Regions from separate parts of the Ovis aries genome. Here region 2 is linked to region 1. The links are chromatin contacts, called in public Hi-C maps. All regions are on one chromosome and are shown on one strand. Each heading gives the region's core, a stretch centred on a gene start, on an enhancer-like site or on the middle of the called end of the contact. The rest is flanking DNA. Distances are from core to core; before and after follow the strand shown.

The links. Hi-C and Micro-C count contacts between places; a contact is called where the count stands out from the background.
Region 2: a contact with region 1 is called in a Hi-C map of liver, with 2.6 times the contacts expected there. The contact joins the enhancer-like site here to the promoter of FES in region 1. A contact is called at or near these places in 5 of 16 Hi-C or Micro-C datasets (blood, liver and tail adipose tissue).

What each region holds. Positions count from the first base shown.
Region 1 is chr18:21,090,743-21,096,074 of ARS-UI_Ramb_v3.0, reverse strand. It overlaps FES (FES proto-oncogene, tyrosine kinase), which reads left to right and starts at 3,264. Exons shown (of 19, transcript XM_027957083.2): 1 at 3,264-3,337; 2 at 3,835-4,056; 3 at 4,232-4,405. The coding sequence starts at 3,844. It overlaps LOC121817076 (a long non-coding RNA gene), which reads right to left and starts at 4,439. Exons shown (of 2, transcript XR_009597082.1): 1 at 3,801-4,439; 2 at 2,088-2,580. It overlaps FURIN (furin, paired basic amino acid cleaving enzyme), which reads left to right. Exons shown (of 15, transcript NM_001078654.1): 15 at 94-748. The coding sequence ends at 686.
Region 2 is chr18:21,153,239-21,158,570 of ARS-UI_Ramb_v3.0, reverse strand. It overlaps BLM (BLM RecQ like helicase), which reads left to right. Exons shown (of 22, transcript XM_004017761.6): 21 at 407-608; 22 at 4,536-4,856. The coding sequence ends at 4,713. Among named protein-coding and RNA genes, the nearest start is that of FURIN, 53 kb to the right of the region's middle. Within about 2 kb of position 2,935, at least 11 of the 54 cell types and tissues checked have an H3K27ac peak or open chromatin away from gene starts, as enhancers often do. A contact at or near this core is called in liver, where this site is marked.

The DNA of each region.
Region 1 (5,332 bases), core at 2,015-4,514:
AGCTGCCCTGGCTGCCCCTGTCCTGGGGCTCAGGGCCCAGCAGCCTTGGCGGCCTGGCTGACGCCCACCTTCCCTCCCTTCCCGGCTGGGCAGTGTGCGAGGAAGGCTTCTCACTGCACCAGAAGAACTGCGTCCAGCACTGTCCCCCAGGCTTCGCTCCCCAAGTCCTGGACACACACTACAGCACAGAGAACGACGTGGAGATCATCCGGGCCAGCGTCTGCACGCCCTGCCACACCTCGTGCGCCACGTGCCAGGGCCCCGCCCCCACAGACTGCCTCAGCTGCCCCAGCCACGCCTCCCTGGACCTCGTGGAGCGGACGTGCTCGCGCCAGAGCCAGAGCAGCCGCGAGTCGCACCAGCAGCAGCCGCCACCGCCGCCGCCCGTGGAGGTGGCGTCGGAGCCGCGGCTGCGGGCGGACCTGCTGCCCTCGCACCTGCCCGAGGTGGTGGCCGGCCTCAGCTGCGCCTTCATTGTGCTGGTCTTCGTCACCGTCTTCCTGGTCCTGCAGCTGCGCTCGGGCTTCAGCTTCCGAGGGGTGAAAGTGTACACCATGGACCGTGGCCTCATCTCCTACAAGGGGCTACCCCCTGAAGCCTGGCAGGAGGAGTGCCCGTCCGACTCGGAGGAGGACGAGGGCCGGGGCGAGAGGACCGCCTTTATCAAAGACCAGAGCGCCCTTTGATGAGCGCCTACTGCCCGCCCCTTTGAGCCCATCCCCTCCTTGGGCACTTTTTAATTCACCAAAGTATTTTTTTATCTTGGGACTGGGTTTGGACCCCAGCCGGGAGGCAAGAGGGGCAGAAATGGCTTCCCACCCTACCCTTGGGCCCCCTGGCGGCCTGAGGTGGGACCCCAGGGCCAGCTGGGGGTGGGGGGATTGGGGGAGAGCCTGTCCCCACCTGCAGCAGCCCTCCATATGGAGAAAGGAATGAAACCTTTGGGCAGCTTTCCAAGGTCCAGGCCCCAGCCAGAGCGCTCGGTGAAGAGGGGCGGCCCTCCGGGATTCCTGACCGGAGCTGCGGCCCCTGCCTCTCCCCGTCCCTCTAAAGCAATAATGGGCCCCATCCAGGCAGCAGGAGACTGGCGTAGGGGGTATCGGAAGGAGGTGGCCTCCTCTCTAAGGGCTTCTGTGTCTAGACCCTGTTCTGCATGTCTGGTGAGCCTCAGGTGAAAGCAGTGAGCGAAGGAAGGGACCAAGGCAGGGCAGGCACTTCCAGGCATGCACATGTGTGCCCACGTGCATTCGGCTCTTTGCCCACCTCCACTACAGCGGCCGGGCTGCCTGCCTAGCGAGGCTGGCCCGGCCCCAGGCTGGTGTGCTGACCACCCTCCCCTCTCCAGCACTCTTCCCTCCCGCCAGGGCCCAAGTCCCTGTTTTCTGAGCCCGGGGCTTTCTGGGCTGTTGGCACTCACAGCCCTGGAGCCCCTGGGTGGGTGGTGGGGAGGGACGGTGGCCCAGCCGGCCTCTCCCGCCTCCCACCCGATGCTGCTTTCCCCTGTGGGGATCTCAGGGGCTGTTTGAGGATATATTTTCACTTTGTGATTATTTCACTTTAGATGCTGATTTTTTTTTTTTTTTTTGTATTTTTAACGGTGGTAGCAGCAGCTGGACCATCCACCCTCCCACACCCACTGTCCACCCTGCTGTTGCCCTCGGCTGTCCTGGGCCTGAGGTGTGGGGGGTGGGCTGCAGCTGAGCCCCGGATACTGATGAGGCATGCCAGGCCAAGTGGGCCCTAGGGAAGGTGGAAGGGGCAGGCTGTCGTCCATTTGAGATGGGGCTCGTCGTGCCAAGGGCTCATGGGTCACTGGTTCTCCAAGTGCCAGGGGTGGGCAGGCAGTGGCACCGAGCCCCCTCCAACACTGTGCCCTGGTGGAGAAAGCACTGACCTGTCCTGCCCCCCATGTCTCCCTCTTCTGACGTGCCTTTTGCACCCCTCCCATTAGGACAATCAGTCCCCTCCCATTTGGGAGTTCCCTTTTCTTTCTTTCTCTCCCTCAGCCCCTCCTGGCACCCAGCCACCTGCCCAGAGGTGCCCCCTCCTCTTCCCAGACCACCCCCCACTCCCGTGGCCAGCCCAGCTGGTTTTGTAAGATACTGGGTTGGTGCACAGTGATTTTTTTTTTTTTCCTTGTAATTTAAACAGGCCCAGCATTGTTGGTTCTATTTAATGGACACGAGATAATGTTAGAAGTTTTAAAGTGATTAAACGTGCAGACTATGCAAACCAAACCTGGTCTCCAGTGTGTGATATTCTTCCTAGGACTGTGCGGCTGCATCCAGGATGGGGCGGGGATGAAGGCTGGAGAGAGTTATGTGCCCACATGATGTCCTGCCTGCTCTAGCTGCCCAAAGGCAATCTCCCGAGGGGTTTAGGAGGGTGTGGAAGGGACAGTAGCTGGCAACAAGCCCCAGGGGTGGGACAGATGAGGCCCCAGAGTGGAAGCAGCTGAGCACTTACTTCCTCCGCCACAGGCCTCAGCTGCAGCTGGGTGGAGAGTGATGGCCAGGGGTCCAGTTGCTCAGGGTGTCCCTTGGCTGAAGCTGTAGGGCTGAGGCCTCTGGTGGGGCCTGACTGACAAGATAGGCTTTGCTGGGGAGAACCTGAGTCCCACACTGGAAGTGCCATACCCCCCACCCCACCCCTGACGCACACACTGGCCCAGGCCCCTCTCCTGCCCCAGGTCTCCCTTGGGACTAGAAACCCCTGCCTGTGGTGGGGAGAGGAGCCAGGCCAGTTCCACCAAGATCCATGCCTGAGAAGTAGGCCTCTCCTCGGGATATTTACTAGGAAATTTAATTCAAATAGAGGCTGGCGCCTGAGCCCTCCTTGGGGAGTCCTGTGGGGTGGGAAAGGCCTGGACTAGCCTTCCCCCGCCTCTTTGGGGCGTCCCTGGCCTGCTGCTCAAATTGTCCGCCTGCCCTTCCTTAGGTTCTGGGCCCCCGGGCCCTCCCGGCCACTGCAGAGCCACAGCCCTGCCCTGTGCGAGTGCTCCCCAAGCACCCTCGGCTGTTCCCCGGGGCGCTGTCTGGGCCCTGGGGAGCGCCGGGCACAAACTGCTCTCTTCTGGGCCATTCTTTCCCAGCCCCCTCCTCCCTTCCGTTTCCGCAGGCCCGTGTGGCCGGCAGCTGAGGCAGCGGCCGGCGCTGGGCAGGGGGGGCGGGCAGGCGTCGGGGCTCCCGCCCGCCCCTTCCCCTCGGCCGGCCCGCCCCGGGGCCTGGGCCAACTGAAACCACAGGAGGAGGAAGCGCGGAATCAGGAACTGGCCGGGGCGGTGTGGGGCCTGAGTGTAAGTCGGTCCTCGGAGGCCCAGGAGCAGCTGCCCGCATCGGTAATGCCTATACTGAGGCCCAGGAGGCAGCGGCCTACCTGGGAGGCGGTTGGGCAGGGGCCTGGCAGGCGATCAGAGAGAGGGACACGGGACAGGGTGGAGCAGGAGCTGTGGGAGGGTAGGGGCTGGGGGTGGGGGTGGCGGGTGGCCGCCTGGGGTGCCTGCAGGGGCAGCCTTGGCCCTGCCGAGGGCCCAATGCACATCTTGCACCTGCAGCGGGAGCTGGGTGGAAAGATCCAGGGAAGGAGACTGTGGGAGGTTTCTGTTCCAGGCCTGGGGAGGAGACCCCCGGCATCAGGCCTCCACCTGGGACGCGGGAAGCACCGACGGCTTTCCCAGGCCAGGCGGTGTTTCGTACCCATTGTTGCGTTCCAGGGGGGCAGGCGTCCACCTTCTGCCTGTCTGTGGCTCTTCAGCCTCTTGCCTCCCTGTCCCGCCCCTCCGTCCATCTCCAGCTACTCACTGTCAGTGGTGGCCTCTCCTCTCTCCGTCCTCAGAACGACACTATGGGCTTCTCTTCAGAGCTGTGCAGCCCCCAGGGCCACGGGGCCGTGCAGCAGATGCAGGAGGCCGAGCTCCGGCTGCTGGAGGGCATGAGGAAGTGGATGGCCCAGCGGGTCAAGAGTGACAGGGAATATGCCGGGCTGCTTCACCACATGTCGCTGCAGGACAGCGGGGGCCAGAGCCGGGGCATCGGCCCCCACAGCCCCATCAGTCAGGTGGGATTCTAGACTCCCCGCCTCTTCCCGCCCTCCACCAGCAAATTCCCGTAGGTGCCTGGGTAGGCCCGCCTGCCCCTTCCATTTTCCGGAGTCCCCCGCTGGGGAAGGCTGGAGATTTGGCAGGTCCACCTCAGAAGCTAAGTTCCCCATTGCCTGCCCCTCCCCACTGCAGTCCTGGACAGAGCTCACCAGCCAGACGGAGGGCCTGAGCCGGGTGCTGAGGCAGCACGCGGAGGACCTGAACTCAGGGCCCCTGAGCAAGCTGAGTCTGCTGATCCGGGAGCGCCAGCAAATGCGCAGAACCTACAATGAGCAGTGGCAGCAGCTACAGCAGGAGTTCACCAAGGTGTGTGGGCTTCTGCCCTCCCTGCCTACGTTCTGAGCCTCAGAGGGCTGGTTTTGCAAGGAACCCCTGGATTTCCTGAAGAAGTGGAAGTGTCTGACCACAGGCCTGCCCCCAGAGCCAGCTCCCCCTTCCTTCCCTCCTTCCCTCCGCAGCTAGGACTGGCCTTTGGCGGGGGGGGGGCTCCTCTGTTCTTTTTTCTGTCACCCTACTGTGTGCCAGGGCCGAGGAGCACTGGGAAGCACAAGGATGAGTGATCCAGCCATTGCCTGGGAGGAGCTCAGGACCAAGGAGTGCTGCCCATCTCCTGCACTGCACCAGCTGGCCCTTGAGAGAGACAGAGAGAGGGATGGCGCTTGGCCCAAGGCTCACTCCTCCCAGGGACTCAGAGACTCCACGAGGCAGCAGCATGGTCCCCTGACTTGGAGGTTAAGGACTGGGGCTGTGACGTGGGCCTGACTGCATTTGAATCCTGCCCAGCTCCTCGGTCTAGAGGCTGTTTGATAGGAGCTATTTACGTGGAGGCTTTAGCCTTCTTCAACGTGCTGGGCAGCCGTCTGCACCACACCCCTTCTCCCAGCACAAACCCCAGCTTGCAGCGGCCCCACAGCGGCCCCTGGTGGCCAGTCTTCACCCAGTCATCCCTCTCTCCAGGAGAGCACCTAATTCAGGTGTCAGCCTGCTTTTTGTAGGCAGTGTAAGCAGAAGACAGACTTGCCCATATGTTTGTCACACTATGGCTACTGAAGAGCTAGGGCTTCCCTGGTGGTTCAGTGGTAGAGAATCCGCCTGCCAATGCAGGAGACGCGGACGGGATCTCTGGGTCAGGAAGATCCGCTGGAGAAGGGAATGGCTGACCCCCTCCAGTATTCTTGCCTGGAGAATCCCATGGACAGAAGGAGCCTGGCAGGTTACAGCCCATGGGGGTCA
Region 2 (5,332 bases), core at 1,686-4,185, 63 kb before region 1:
ACATTGGGCTTGTCTTTTTCAGCATATGTAAACTAATAAATTGTCTTTTAGTTCGCACTTTCTGCTTTTCAGAGAGCTTAACAGGATTAATGGCACAAACAATAGCAGGGACTTGGGCTGCAGAGAGTGAGCTAATAAACCTGACGTCTCTAGTTAAGTTAGAGAGCATCACACATTTTCTTAATGAATTCCGACCCCCCATTCTTTAAAACTGAATTGCCATTGATGACTATGGGCTTTGTGAAATAAAAGAGGAGCGCAGTTCTTGTGGGATGGTTGAACCCAAGTGGCGGGATGCTCCGGGAGAACACCGGGGCCTCAGCTGAACTGCGCCCTGTGCTGTGCATCTGCACGTAGACTCATCAGCACGGCAGCACCAGTAAATGTCTGCGTTGTCCGTTTGTAGCTGAGGACACCTCCCCACGGAGAAGCCCCTCCAGCAGCAGAGGCACCGGAAAAAACACTCCTGAGGAGTCCGATGAGGAAGCATCCGTATCTTCTCGCTACTTTGCAAACAAAACCAGAAACGAAAGAAAGAGGAAAAGGATGTCAGCCTCCCAAAGAGCCAAGAGGAGAAGAACTGGTTTCAGTGGTTCCAGGACGAAAGGGTAAGTTCTGCCACCTTGTCTGCAGTGTTGGGTGGAGGGGAGAAGCGAGCGGGGCTGCCCTGCTTTGCTTTGAACTGTTCATTAAAATAAGCCATTGTTCAATGTTGCCTGGTCCAACTCGTGTATCAGGATTAAGCTCTGATCCAAAACAAAAATTTTTTTTGTTTCAGATTTTTATATCTGCTCCTAGGTTGACTATCACTGAAGTTTTCTAGTTTGTAAAAAAGCTGCTCCAATTTTGACCTTACCTTCAAAGGGGGAAATTTTTTTTTTTTTTACACTTGCACTGAAGAGACTTTTCCACCTAAAATACTGTAAACCATATTGTTGTTGTTTAGTTGCTAAGTTGTGTCCGACTGTGTGCAACACCATGGACTGTAAGCCCGCCAGGCTCCTCTGTCCATGAAATTCTCCCGGCAAGAATACTGGAGGTAGGTTGCCGTTTCCTTCTCCAGGGGATTTTTCCGACCCAGGGATCAACCTGCATCACCTGCTTGGCAGGCAGATTCTTTACCACTGAGCCACCAGGGAAGCCCGTAAGTCATACACTAGCTGAATAAACAAAAGGGTTTTGTTTCCTCATGACTCTTATGATCCCGCCAGTACTTGCTACACCGCTTTTATTGCTGCAGCATCTGCAGGGCATCCACCTGGAGGCCCTGCACAACCCCTGTCATTCGGTAACAGCCGGGAGGCCAGCCTCCCAAGCTTAGCAGGGTAGCAGAGAAGAGGCGATGACTGGAACCCCCCAGAGGTCAGTCCAGCCCTGCCATCTCCCTGTTCCCACGTCTGCCTGGCCCCCGGGCTGGGATGCCCCAGCGTTGGGGTGCTGTCTGCTCACCAAGGCAGAACAAAGCATTGCCGTCAGGTCCAGGGTGATGATCTGAACAGCGTTTGTATTTATTCATCATTTCCCTGCTCTTTCCCATCTTCAAGAACGTCCTCTGCCCTCACCTTCTAGGTCAGGTCTGGTGGGATGGCGACCCTCCCACTGGTATTAACAGAAACCTAGGAAGAGGGAACTCAGTAACCTTGTGCAGGCTATCATGTTTTCCTCGTGTAGTTTTTCTACCTCTTTTCCTTCCGGGTTAATAAAGACCAAAAATTGAGTGGAGAAGAGAAAAGAAGGCAGTGTTAACAAGCTGTCATTTTCTCCTTAAGTCTGCAAACAAGCATGTTGTATGTGCTAATCCTTCTGTCGGGGGACAGAAATTAAAGACATTAGTAAATATTAGTTTAACTTTGTGGGTTTTATTTATCTATTTTAATTATATTTAAACTTTAAACTTCACCCATTTATCCTACACCCCACCCCATCCATGCCTCTTGCAACCACCACACCAGTCTGTCCTCTGCACCTATGAACTTGGTTTAAATATTCGTATATATTTAGGTTCCATCTATGAGAGAGCTCATAGAGTATTTGATTTATTTCGTTTAGCCTCACGCCCTTGAGGTCCACACGTATTGTCGTAACTAGCAGGATTTCATTCATTTTTATGGCTAAGTAATTTCTGTGGGTTTTGATGTGCAAGTGACCCACCAATGCCCTTCCGTGGGGACGTTTTCTTAATTTCTTCACTTATTTCCCCATTTTGGGAAACACTCATTTGCACAGGCGCTCACACAGAGTAGAAGACCTCACAAGGCCTCTGTCCCACTCCCTGGGACTTATGCTGGGGACACTGGGGCTTCCTGAAGCTTCCCCTGGGGAAGGCTTGTGCACCCCTGGCCTGTTCCCTTCTCACAGGTGGGGCCGGACACTGGCTCGCCCAGGCCTGCCCAGAGCACTTTCACTGCTGCACATGGTCCTCGGAGATTCCATCATGACCTCCTCTTGCTGCCCTTTAGAACAAAGCAGACCATTGTCTCCCTTAGTGTTGTCGCAACTGTTGTTTTTCAGAGGGAAGCACTTTGCCCTGTGGCCTGGAACCTAAGCTAGTAAGGGCCTTCCCTAGTGGCTCAGTAGTAAAGAACCTGCCTCCAGTGCAAGAAACACAGGTTGGATCCCTGGGTCAGGAAGATCCCTTGGAGAAGGGATCTCACTTCAGCATTCTTGCCTGGAGAATCCCATGGACAGAGAAGCCTGGTGGGCTGCAATCTGTGGGGTGTCGCAAATACGCCTTAGTGACTGAACACAGCAGCACAGAGAAACTCACACTTGTCCCAAAGCCAGCACAGTTTTGATGCTGGTTTTTAATTAGCCTGTGTGTTTACGGCAGGATTCTCTGCTCGTCCCTGCTGGTGAAAAGCAGCAGTTGTGTAATAGTGCTTTACCCTGTAGCAGCCTCGCTGTCTCCGTGCCCAGTTCTCCGCATTTCCACTGACCCACTCTGCAAGGTGGTGGCTCCCCACATGTCCGGGCCGCTCACCTGGCTGGGGCCCCGAGCGGCCACGGGATCAGCGTGGCTCCCTGCCAGCGCCCTCACCTCCCCACCCTGCCCGCAGAGTTTCACATCTTCCGAACAACACACAATGCACTGGTTGTGTTCTGGGCCCTGAGTGGCAGTGAAATGGATGGCTCTGGTGAAAATGGAGGCTGCTGTTGGCAGATTCATTCTGTAAATCAATATCAACAGCAGGTTTTCTCTCGGGGCTTAATTTCTCAGCAGGAAATCAGCATAGGGAGATTTAAGGCTGCTTCTCTGCTAGTTTTAGCAGATCTTTACCAGTTCTGCAGTAAAACTGCCCTCGAGCAAGAGTTTTAAAATGTTGAAAAACCACTTTTCACTCAGCCCCACCAAAATATCATCAGCAGACTGATGGCTCTGACACCGGGCCCTCTAAGGCCACCTGAGTGCCCTGATGACCGGAAATCAACACGGGGCAGGAGTTCAGCCTGGCTGCAAGGTGACGGGAAATACTGGTTTAGGGACAGGCTTCTATGGCAAATGCTCCCTGCTGTTACCCTTGTAAACACACTGGCCCTGTGATATTTTTTTTTTTAACAGTTTATTCGGTGGGGAGAGAAAAGTTGTTATCTTCAGATCAGTGGGGGAAGTGAGGTCTGGAAGGCCTCTGTAGTAGACTGTGGCAGGGGCTCCTCAACCTGTTTTAAAGGTAGCGAGTGGAAGGTGAGAGCGGGCAAACCTTGGAGTGTAGACAAGCGAGCGAGCCGCTGGCAACAGGGTCCGATGAAGACATGGCAGCCCCAAACTGCTCCCGCCCAGGAACCACATCTGCAGCTTGCCCAAGACTGGCGGGCCTGGCCTGGCCAGGAGAAGGCTCCCTCTGCTCCACGCCACCTCCACCTGCCCACAAAGCTCCCTTCCTCCGGGCTGTGGGAGTGCAGTCGTTCCACCACGCCTGTTGTCCAGGCACTGGGGCCTTAAGACGAGGTGCTGTCACTTTTTTGTATGGTTGGAGTAGGTGGGGAATGAGAGTCTCAGCTCAGATGTCTGGAGGGACGGGTGGAAAGACGAGAGGAAAGAGAAGGCAGCTGGGGTTGGGCTCAAGTCAGAGAGGCCTTGACATTTTAGGAACACACGTCTAGGACAAGTTTGTGTAAAGGGCAGCAGTCCTTTATTCCTTGAATTACAAAGGAAACTTACCTCACCCCAGGGCCATCATAGGCCAGAAATGGAGACACATGTCATACCAAGGGAAAGCATGGGTTATAAAGTGCATGCAGGTTAAAGGGCTTCCTTGGGGGCCCAGTGGTGAAGAACCTGCCTGACAAGCAGGAGGAACGTGTTTGATCCCTGGGTCAGGAGGATCCCCTGGAGAAGGAAATGGCATCTCACTCCAGTGTTCTTCCCTGGAGAATCCCATGGACAGAGGAGCCTGGAGGGCTACAGTCCATAGGGTCGCAGAGAGCTGGGACATGGCTGAGCAGCTAAACCACAATAATGCAGGTTAGGAGAAAAATGACTGTTGACTCTTCGTTTTATGTGACATTTTAATTTTCTTTTTTTTGTCACATTTTAGAGGGTCCAACACTTGCCGAAGGATACCTTCTAAAACTAAACCCTCCAACGTAATCGGACCCAGTTCTACTTTGCCTGGTTCTCAAGCAGCATCAGGAGTCAGTAGGAAATTGGGGATTATGGCTCCACCAAAGCCTATAAATAGACCGTTTCTGAAGCCTTCATATGCATTTTCATAACAACCAAATTTCGATGTACATAGATCTCATTTCTTGTTTGTCAGCATCTGACCATCTGTGAATATAAAGCTGTTAGTTTCGTTATACCATTTGTAAATTTTTACCCGTATCTATTAATGTTTAAATAAATGCTCAGGGTGACAGTTCTGGTTTTTTTCAATAAACATTTTCTGATTTTCTTTTGAAACACATGCACAATTTGCTGCCACTGCAAATGCTGTGGCCGTTGTTTCTCAGAATGTCTGAACCAGCAGCTGAATCATCTCAGTGAGAGAAATCTCAAGCACGACATGAAACACAGAAGCCAGAGGGAAAGATTCAAACGGGACAGCGTGAGACTGTGGAAGACAACATAAACAACATTAAAACGCAGATGACAGAGGAAAAGGGGAGAAAACGCACCACACAGGGTCAGATCCATAATATATAAAGAGTACCTATAAATCATTTAAAAAGAGACGAGCTAGTAGAAAAATGAGCAAAGGATGTGAATAAGCTGTTCTCAGAAGAGGAAATGCAAACAGCCCACAAATATGTGAAAAATGCTCAATCACCTCTGTTTAAAATATCAGTTAGAACAACAAGTTGCCGTTCATTTGCCTATGAAATTGTCAGCCCT